Linked DNA regions of Sus scrofa: region 1 is linked to region 2. The links are chromatin contacts, called in public HiChIP or PLAC-seq maps. All regions are on one chromosome and are shown on one strand. The core of a region is the stretch at or near the end of the contact, and the rest is flanking DNA. Distances in the headings are between cores, read along the strand shown. Region 1 holds the start of TAF8 (transcription initiation factor TFIID subunit 8). Region 2 holds the start of CCND3 (cyclin D3).

The links. HiChIP or PLAC-seq counts read pairs in DNA pulled down with a chosen protein or histone mark.
Region 1: a contact with region 2 is called in an H3K27ac HiChIP or PLAC-seq map of skeletal muscle, with 6 times the contacts expected there. The contact joins the promoter of TAF8 here to the promoter of CCND3 in region 2. A contact is called at or near these places in 1 of 5 promoter capture datasets (fetal liver), 30 of 47 Hi-C or Micro-C datasets (adipose tissue, alveolar macrophages, blood and 15 more) and 2 of 2 datasets of contacts at active chromatin or transcription factors (alveolar macrophages and skeletal muscle).

The regions. Positions count from the first base shown.
Region 1 is chr7:37,180,923-37,184,718 of Sscrofa11.1, reverse strand. TAF8 (transcription initiation factor TFIID subunit 8) reads right to left here and starts at 2,280. Exons shown (of 9, transcript XR_002345722.1): 1 at 2,116-2,280; 2 at 1,177-1,333. It also overlaps a transcript of CCND3 not described here.
Region 2 is chr7:37,092,274-37,096,443 of Sscrofa11.1, reverse strand. It overlaps CCND3 (cyclin D3), which reads left to right and starts at 1,632. Exons shown (of 5, transcript NM_001078678.1): 1 at 1,632-1,829; 2 at 2,710-2,925. The coding sequence starts at 1,632.

The DNA of each region.
Region 1 (3,796 bases), core at 1,031-3,530, 88 kb before region 2:
AGGCTGATTTCCACTCCATCCCACCAAACGCCTTCGATACCCTCACCCCTCGTTCCACCCCACCCCCAAAAAGGCCCAAATAGGGAAATACATTGCACATGCAGAAGAGCCTATGTGAGATCATTCTATTTCCTCAAACCTCAAGATAATTCATTTTTAAAGTGTCTTCTTGGGGGAGGGAGTGGGGTGGACTGGGAGTCTGGGGTTAATAGATGCAAACTATTGCACTGGAGTGGATAAGCAATGAGATCCTGCTGTACAGCACAGGGAACTCTATCTAGTCACTTATGATGGAACATGATGGAGGATAATATGAGAAAAAGAATGATGCATATATATGTGTGACTGGGTCACTTTGCTGTACAGTAGAAATCGACAGAACACTGTATACCAACTATAATGGAAAAAATAAAAATCACTAATAAAAAAAAGTGTTCTCTTCCCATTTTATAAAACTTACTCACCTTCACCATTTGTTATCACATAGCATTTGATTTTATACTGTATGGCATCTATCTCACGGGAATTAATCCTGATTCTTCAACAAAATTGTGAGTTCTTTGAGCAGAGGGAACAGTGTAATAGCAGCACCTACAGGTCATCAAGAGCTGACAATGTTCCCAGCTTTGACCGTTTTACGTATACATCTCATTCATATTCACAACTCTGTGAGGTGCAAATTATCCCACTGCATAAATGAGGATATTGAGGTTCAGGAGGTTTATGGTTGATGGCTTACCCAAGCTATTAAGTGGCAGAGTGATGACTTACACCGAGGTCTAAAGATTCTAGAGCCTATAGATCACTTTGCTAGGTTCTTCTTTTTGTTTTTGTCTTTTTGCCTTTTCTAGGGCTGTTCCTGTGGCATATGGAGGTTCCCAGGCTAGGGGTCTAATCAGAGCTGTAGCCACCGGCCTACACCAGAGCCACAGCAACACGGGATCCAAGCCGCGTCTGCGACCTACACCACAGCTCACAGCAACGCCGGATCCTTAACCCACTGAGCAAGGCCAGGGATCGAACCCGAAACGTCATGGTTCCTAGTCAGATTCGTTAACCACTGCGTCACAAGGGGAACTCCACTAGGTTCTTCTTTTTCTTAAATCCTAATACTCTCTCAAGACAGAGCACAGATGTTTGGTTGACTCAGAAGGCCCCTTGTTTCCTGGTACTTACAGCTCTGCAGCATCTCTGTCAGTGTTTCCACAGATGCTTTCTCAGCGCTCTCAAACCCTGCCTCTGTTAACAGGGAGCTCACAACCACTTGCAGAGTTCGCCTCCGGGCCAGATGGTAGTTATCAGCAGGGTTAGTGGACTGTTTACTTCCTGATCTCTGTAAATCAGCAGCCCAGAAAGAGAATACTTTCATCCTCAGGACGAGGATGCAGTCATGTAGTTCACATATTGTCAATGGCAAACAAAGGTTCTTTTGCTAAATCTTTATGTATCAGTGTGGTAGCTCCTGATGTTTAGACTTACAGCTCTTCGCCAAATAACTGAGCACCCAAGTGGCTCTAAATTCGAAAACAGCCTTTCTGCCTAGGTAAAACTTATCAATTACAATAGTACAAAATGGCCGTTTCCTACTTTCTATTTTGGATTATCTGAATATATAGCTGAAGAAACATGCAGGATAGAATTGAATTCATTGGTCCATCTCCTAGAAAAAAAGTAATCTCTCTTTTGTCCCTCCCATCTCCACACCATTAACGAGGAAAATTAAAACAACAAACAACACATGCTGCTGAGTAGAGGAGGGCAAATGATAAGAACATCGACAAATTAAAAAGCTAAATATTTTGAAACAGGAATCCCTCCCAACTTTGGCGGGCCAATAAGAAGGCGAAAAGAGCCCCACTGGACCAATCAGGAGGTGTTCCGGGTTCCCAACCCCCAACAGAGAATGAGCCAATCAGTACACAGGTCCACCAACTCCCGAGGCCGCCGCCAAGTCTCGAGGAGGAGGAGGGGGGCATATACGGCCTGAAAGACCTTCCTCCACTCAGAGCATGTGGTGGGGCCCTATTTCTGGGTGTGAACATGTTGCCAAGGCTAGGGGGACATTACAGAATCCCCAGGCTCTCTGGGCTTCCGCCCCGCGCCTCCCGCCCTTACCGTTCCGGAGGCCCCGGCCCCGGCAGTGGCCGCCGCGTCGGCCATCTTGCTCTGGCGTAATGTGCGCGAGCGCACGGCAGGATGGGACTTGTAGTCACCCGGCGGGGAGGAACCGCGAGGGGGCGGGGCCGCGCGCCCCGTTGGGCTTTGTGGGGCCCAGCCGGGTCGGGGGTGAGTCTGGTTATCCCGGTTCACGTGACCTGTGAACGGTGGGTTCAGCGAGCCCCGGAAGTGGCTAGGAAAATGAGCCCTCGGTTTCACACCTATTTAAAAACGAAATCGTTTTTCATAAAAAGCACATCCCTGGAACGCTCCAAACTTGCCTGATTGTTAGCCACACCTGGCTAGGTCCGGCGGATCCCCGTGACTTTACTCTCTGGAGGAGGGGTCTTGGGCATCTGTATTCTTAAGTTCTCCAAGTGAGTCTCCTGAGCCTGGATATTTGGGGAAGCTTTGTTTTGTGCTGACGGACCCAGAGCCAGCCAATGGCCCACTTGGAACGAGAGCCAGCAGTCACGTAATCCAGGTGTGCCACTGCATCCGGCTGCCTTCTCGCCCTCAATTAACCCTCAGGTATTTTTGGGGCGAGCCGGGAGGCGTCGGCGGTAGGAGGCTGTCCGGTGCCTGCCTCACTCCCAGGCCGTGGAGTCTACGTAGTGCCTGTGGTTTTCTGCGGTTCACTCGCGGGTCAGCCCCTCTGGATGGGGGTCCTTCATGCACCGCGCCTCGTCTGTCTCCGTTTGCGGGTGCCCGGCAGCTCGCAGAGGCTGGGTTTGAATCTCAGCACTCGCCAGCTGTGGGACTTCGGGCAAATTACCTAACCTCACTTTGCCTCAGTTTCCTCTTTCGTGAAATTAGGGTGGGATGGGTAGCCGCGGGGGAGGGAATAAGCTAATATACACAGAGTTTATCACTGTGCAGACTGAGAGTAAGAGGTCAAGAAGCAGCGCCTAATGTTATTTATTTCTTGCGTGGCGAGTGGATGAGCAGAAAACGCTCACATGCAGAAGTCGGGGAAACCTGCGCCACGCCTGCCCCGCCGCGCGCACCTGAGCGTGGGGGGCGCCCGGTCCCCTCACCTGGGGCACAGGGGGCAGGTCTGACGGTCGGGGTCGCTGCGCGGGGTGAGCCACCCGGAGAAATCGGGCCCCAAACCTGAGTTGAGCAGAGCACCCAGCCCCTTTGTCTCCTCCGCCCCCCCTTCCCCACTTCCTGCCCAGCTTTAAACTCGGGATTGGCGGCGCGGCGCCGACTTTGTAAACACGCCGCGCCTGCGGCGGTGGAGACTGGTTCTGTTTGGGCGTCTGGGGGAGGGGTGCACGCCCCTCCCCGCGGCTGGAGGTGGCGACCCCCCACCTCGCCAAAGACAGAAACCAGAGGCGGCGGCGGGAGAGTGTCTGCGGCCACGGCCAGTGCTCCGGGGGGCTCACCTGCCGAGGAGGTAGGCTTGAAGGCTGGAGAAGCCAAGATAGATGGGTGTCAGCATCTCCCCGCTTCGCTGGGGCCTTCGAGCTGAGGCGGGACACCTGGGCGGGGAGTCGGAGGTGGCGACCTGATCAGCCTCCTCGATGTCTCTCAAAGCTCGGTTCACTTTCTCTCTGAGTTGCAGAGGCTGAAAGGCAGAGAGCTCCCCCAAAGCTCTGAACTTTCTCTGTGTCCACACAGGCCCTCTTCAAACTGA
Region 2 (4,170 bases), core at 383-2,882:
AATCAGAGCTACAGCTGACAGGTTACACCATAGCCACAGCCACACCAGATCCTTAACCCACCGAGTGAGGCCAAGGATCAAAACTGTATCCTCATGGATAATTATTAGGGTTTGTAACCCTCTGAGCCAAAACGGGAACTCCAATTATTATTTCTTTTTTTGTGTGGCTTATCTGTGTTTTCTACATTGCTGATGACTATTTCCATGATATGTAAATGAGGAAAGCTTTATTATCTTAAAAAGAACTGATAGAGAAAATCCTTAACATAGAGCTTGCCTCTTCTATAGGCTCTCATCTCTCTGGTAACTCTCTTCCTTAGGGTTTCCTCTACTTGGAGGACCCCAGGAGAGGCAGGGATCCCCATGGCCTCCTCCTATTTAGAGCATTACCAGAGGAGTTCCTGTGGTGGTGCAGTGGAAACCAATCTGATTAGGAACCATGAGGTTTTGGGTTCGATCCCTGGCCTCAATCAGTGGGTTAAGGACCTGGCGTTGCTGTGAGCTGTGGTGTAGGTCGAAGATGAGGCTTGGATCTGGTGTTGCTGTGGCTCTGGCGTAGGCCGACAGCTGTAGCTCCGATTCGACCCCTAGCCTGGGAACCTCCATGTGCTCTGGGTGCGGTCCTAAAAAATAAAAAGAAAAACAAAAATTAAAGAAACTCTTCCAAAAAGGATCTAGTTTCCCCACCCATGTTTTCCTCAGACAGAAACTAAGGCGGACTTCAGGGTTTTTCCAAGGCCACACAGCCAACTTGAAGAGGTGAGGCCTTGAATCCACGGTCTTTCCGCCCCGTTGTATTTCTGAAATGTGCGGATTTAGACTAGCTCTTCTAGCACTTTAATATGCACAGGAATCACCAGGGATCTTGTTGAAATGCAGATTTTGATCCTGCAGGGAATGGTGCAGAGCACAGGTTCTGGAGTCAGACTGTCAGCTTCCCAATCCTATAGCTCAGACTAAGACTGTATTTACCGTGTTTCGGTTTCCTCAATTTCAAAACCAATACAAGACCTAATTCATAGCTTTTTTCATGAAGAATCAAAAGTGCTTACAACAGTCTTCACCTAGAACTAGCTTTTTTTTATTTTTTTAAGAACTAGCTACTTTATTATTATTCATATTCCCTAAAGCAAGCAGCGGGTGAAGTCGGGTTTGATGACTGACTGAATGAATGAATAACCTTTGGAGAAAAGTTCTTCCTGGGCAACTGGAGTCTGAGCAGCCAAACGGGAGGGCTTGTAGGTGGGGAAGAGCCCCACCTCCAAAGTACCTCTCTGCACCGGGTGGTCAGAAGGCTCGGAGCGCCCGGAAGCCGGCCGGCCCGCGCCCGGCGGACCAATACGGCCGCCCGGGGGCGGGGTGGGGGGGAGCGCCCGCCCGCCCTTTCCGTCTGGGCGCCGGAGGCCCCGCCCCTTGGGACGTCGCGACGTCCGAGCATTCCACGGTTGCTACTCGGTCGCGAGGGGCGGGGCGCCTGTCAGGGAAGCGGCGCGCGGCGGCGGGGGCGGGCTGAGGCTCCAACGCGGAGTGCCAGCGCCAGCACCAGTCCCGCGCCCCGCGCTCTCCGGCCCGCCGCCTTGCGTTCTGGCTCGCCAGCCCGCACTCCCGCCCTGCCCGTGCGCTGCCCGAGTATGGAGCTGCTGTGCTGCGAGGGCACCCGGCACGCGCCCCGGGCCGGGCCGGACCCGCGGCTGCTGGGGGACCAGCGGGTCCTGCAGAGCCTGCTCCGCCTGGAGGAGCGCTATGTGCCCCGCGCCTCCTACTTCCAATGTGTGCAGAGGGAGATCAAGCCGCACATGCGGAAGATGCTGGCGTACTGGATGCTGGAGGTACCGCCCGGACTGGTCTCCCCTCCCCCGCCACCCTTGCGTCCCCCAGCTCCGGACATCCCGGGGCCGCCCTGTCGGGACATCCTGGTCCCAACAACAATCATCAAGATGTTTCTGTGGCGCACATCCCCGGGGCCTGGCCTTGCGCTCGCGCACCCTAGCCGGCTGCCTCCCAGGTGGTCCTTTCTTTCTCTTCTCCAACCCTGGCTTTGACTGCCAGTCGTTTGGCACCCTAACTAACCCTCTCTTGGGCCGGGAAAGCGGGACAAGGGCCACCCTCTCCCCTCCGGCTTCTCCCAGCGTCTCCTGCCTTGCTCCCCTGCCCGGCCCTCTCTGGAGAGCGCGGCTGGAAAACCTTGGGCTCAGCCGCCCCCGCCGCAGAGCCGGTTCCTGTGTGTGTCGCGGGGTTCTGGCGGGGAAGGCGGTGGGGGTGGCGCGCGCTGTTCCGGCCGTCAGGGAAATGAAAAGTGCGGGAGGCCGCGGCTGGAGTCTCCTCCCTTCCCTTTGGGTGTGTGCAGTGGGTGGCGGTAATGGGGGTAAGGTCCCAGTTCTCTGGCTACAGTGGGTGACTCGTCCGTCCCCCATCGCCCTCGGTATGGGGGAGGGCAGACTCAGTTTGGAATCCTTAAGGGAGCCTCTGGCTTACAGCCCCCCTCTCCCCAGCCCCGGGTGTGGGGGTGGAGGCAACGTCGAGGAAGTGGGGGGGGCGTCACCTTGGGGAAGGCGCATCCTGCGTTTTAGTCCCTGTCACTGTAAGGACACCTACCCCCTGCCATTTCTTGCTCCCCGTCCCAATCCCTTTCAGCCCCCCCCCCCAACCTTTAGTGCTGCTGCGTCTCCTCTGCCTCTGTCCCAGAAATGACCGTGCGCCCTCCCCCAGGTGTGTGAGGAGCAGCGCTGTGAGGAGGAAGTCTTCCCCCTGGCCATGAACTACCTGGATCGCTACCTGTCCTGCGTCCCCACCCGCAAGGCGCAGTTGCAGCTCCTGGGTGCGGTCTGCATGCTGCTGGCCTCCAAGCTGCGCGAGACTACGCCCCTGACCATCGAAAAACTGTGCATCTACACGGACCACTCTGTCTCTCCCCGCCAGCTGCGGGTGCGTGCACAACTCCCCCCGCCCCCCAACATCTCCTGCCTCCTCACTCACCAGAAAAAGGAAAGCTAAGACCTCGGGCGGCTTTCTGCCCTTGCACAGGGTAGCAGAGGCTTTTTAAATTTTTTTTGGACAAAGGATGGGGCCGTGTGGTGTGATGGTCAGCGTAGCCCCCGCCCAGGTCGTAGCCGCCCCCCCCCGTTCCCCCCCCCCACGCGCTCCCAGGCCTGCGCTGCCGGCAGGAACTAAATCCCCTTCTCCTGGCCTCCAGGGGGTGCCACTCCTTCCTGGTCTTTCCTCCAGATAGCAACAAGTCAAACTGCATGTCTACACTCACTAGTACTTTGCCTCTGGGTTTACACAGCCACCGTGAGTTATTTATTGGCAGCAGCAGGACGTGCCTGCGCACCCCCACTGGAGTCGGGGAGTGGAATGTGCTTCGTGTGGGGGAGGGGGGCTCGGTTGAGTCTTTATCCCAGTGTGTGGACTTTGTGATGGAAAAGCCTCCCAGAGCAGATTAAAGCCAGGCGTTGGTGGCTCTGAGGCAGGGCCGTGGCGTTTGGTCCCACCTTCTTCTCTCCTTCCTCTTCTCTCCCCAGGGAGACCGCTCCTTCCGAATCCTCCCTTCCTAGCCTCTCTCTGAAAAACCTGAGCAGCTGCTCCTGGCCTGGTGGAATCATCTCTCCCTTTCCCCCTTAGCCAAAGGCCAGAGCTGAGGGACAGACAGGGGGGCTGAGCTGCAGCTGCTTCCGATGTGATAATGATGGCCTCTCCCCAGGCCCACCCACTCTGCCCAAGGTCTTTCATAACCCTGTGGGGAGCTGCTGTCACTCCTGTGGTTTGGGAAGTGGCTCCCTGGGCCTCTTGCTGGGAACTCAGGCTGGGTGCTTCCGAGACAGAGGAGTGATGGGCTCTCCTTCCCCACTGAGCTGGGAGAGGAGGTTGCTGAGGGCCTGCAGATCATGCTTGGGGGTCTGGGGGAGAGGGCTGAGCCGGCACCTTCCTCCACCTTGCTCTGCAGCCGCCTGGTCAGAGCAGGAGTCCTGGGGCCCCATCTCCCGGGGAGGAGGGCAGCGTGCCGGCTGCTGTGATTGGCTGGCTGGGAAGCCAGGGTACTGGGGCCCCCGAGTGCTGCTTGTCGAGGAGCAGGATTCCTCTTCCTGCCAAATAGCTCTCAGAGATGGGAGTAGGAGGCCGGAGTTGGGAATCTGGGAGGCCCCACAGCTCTTGGTGATGAATCTGGTAGTT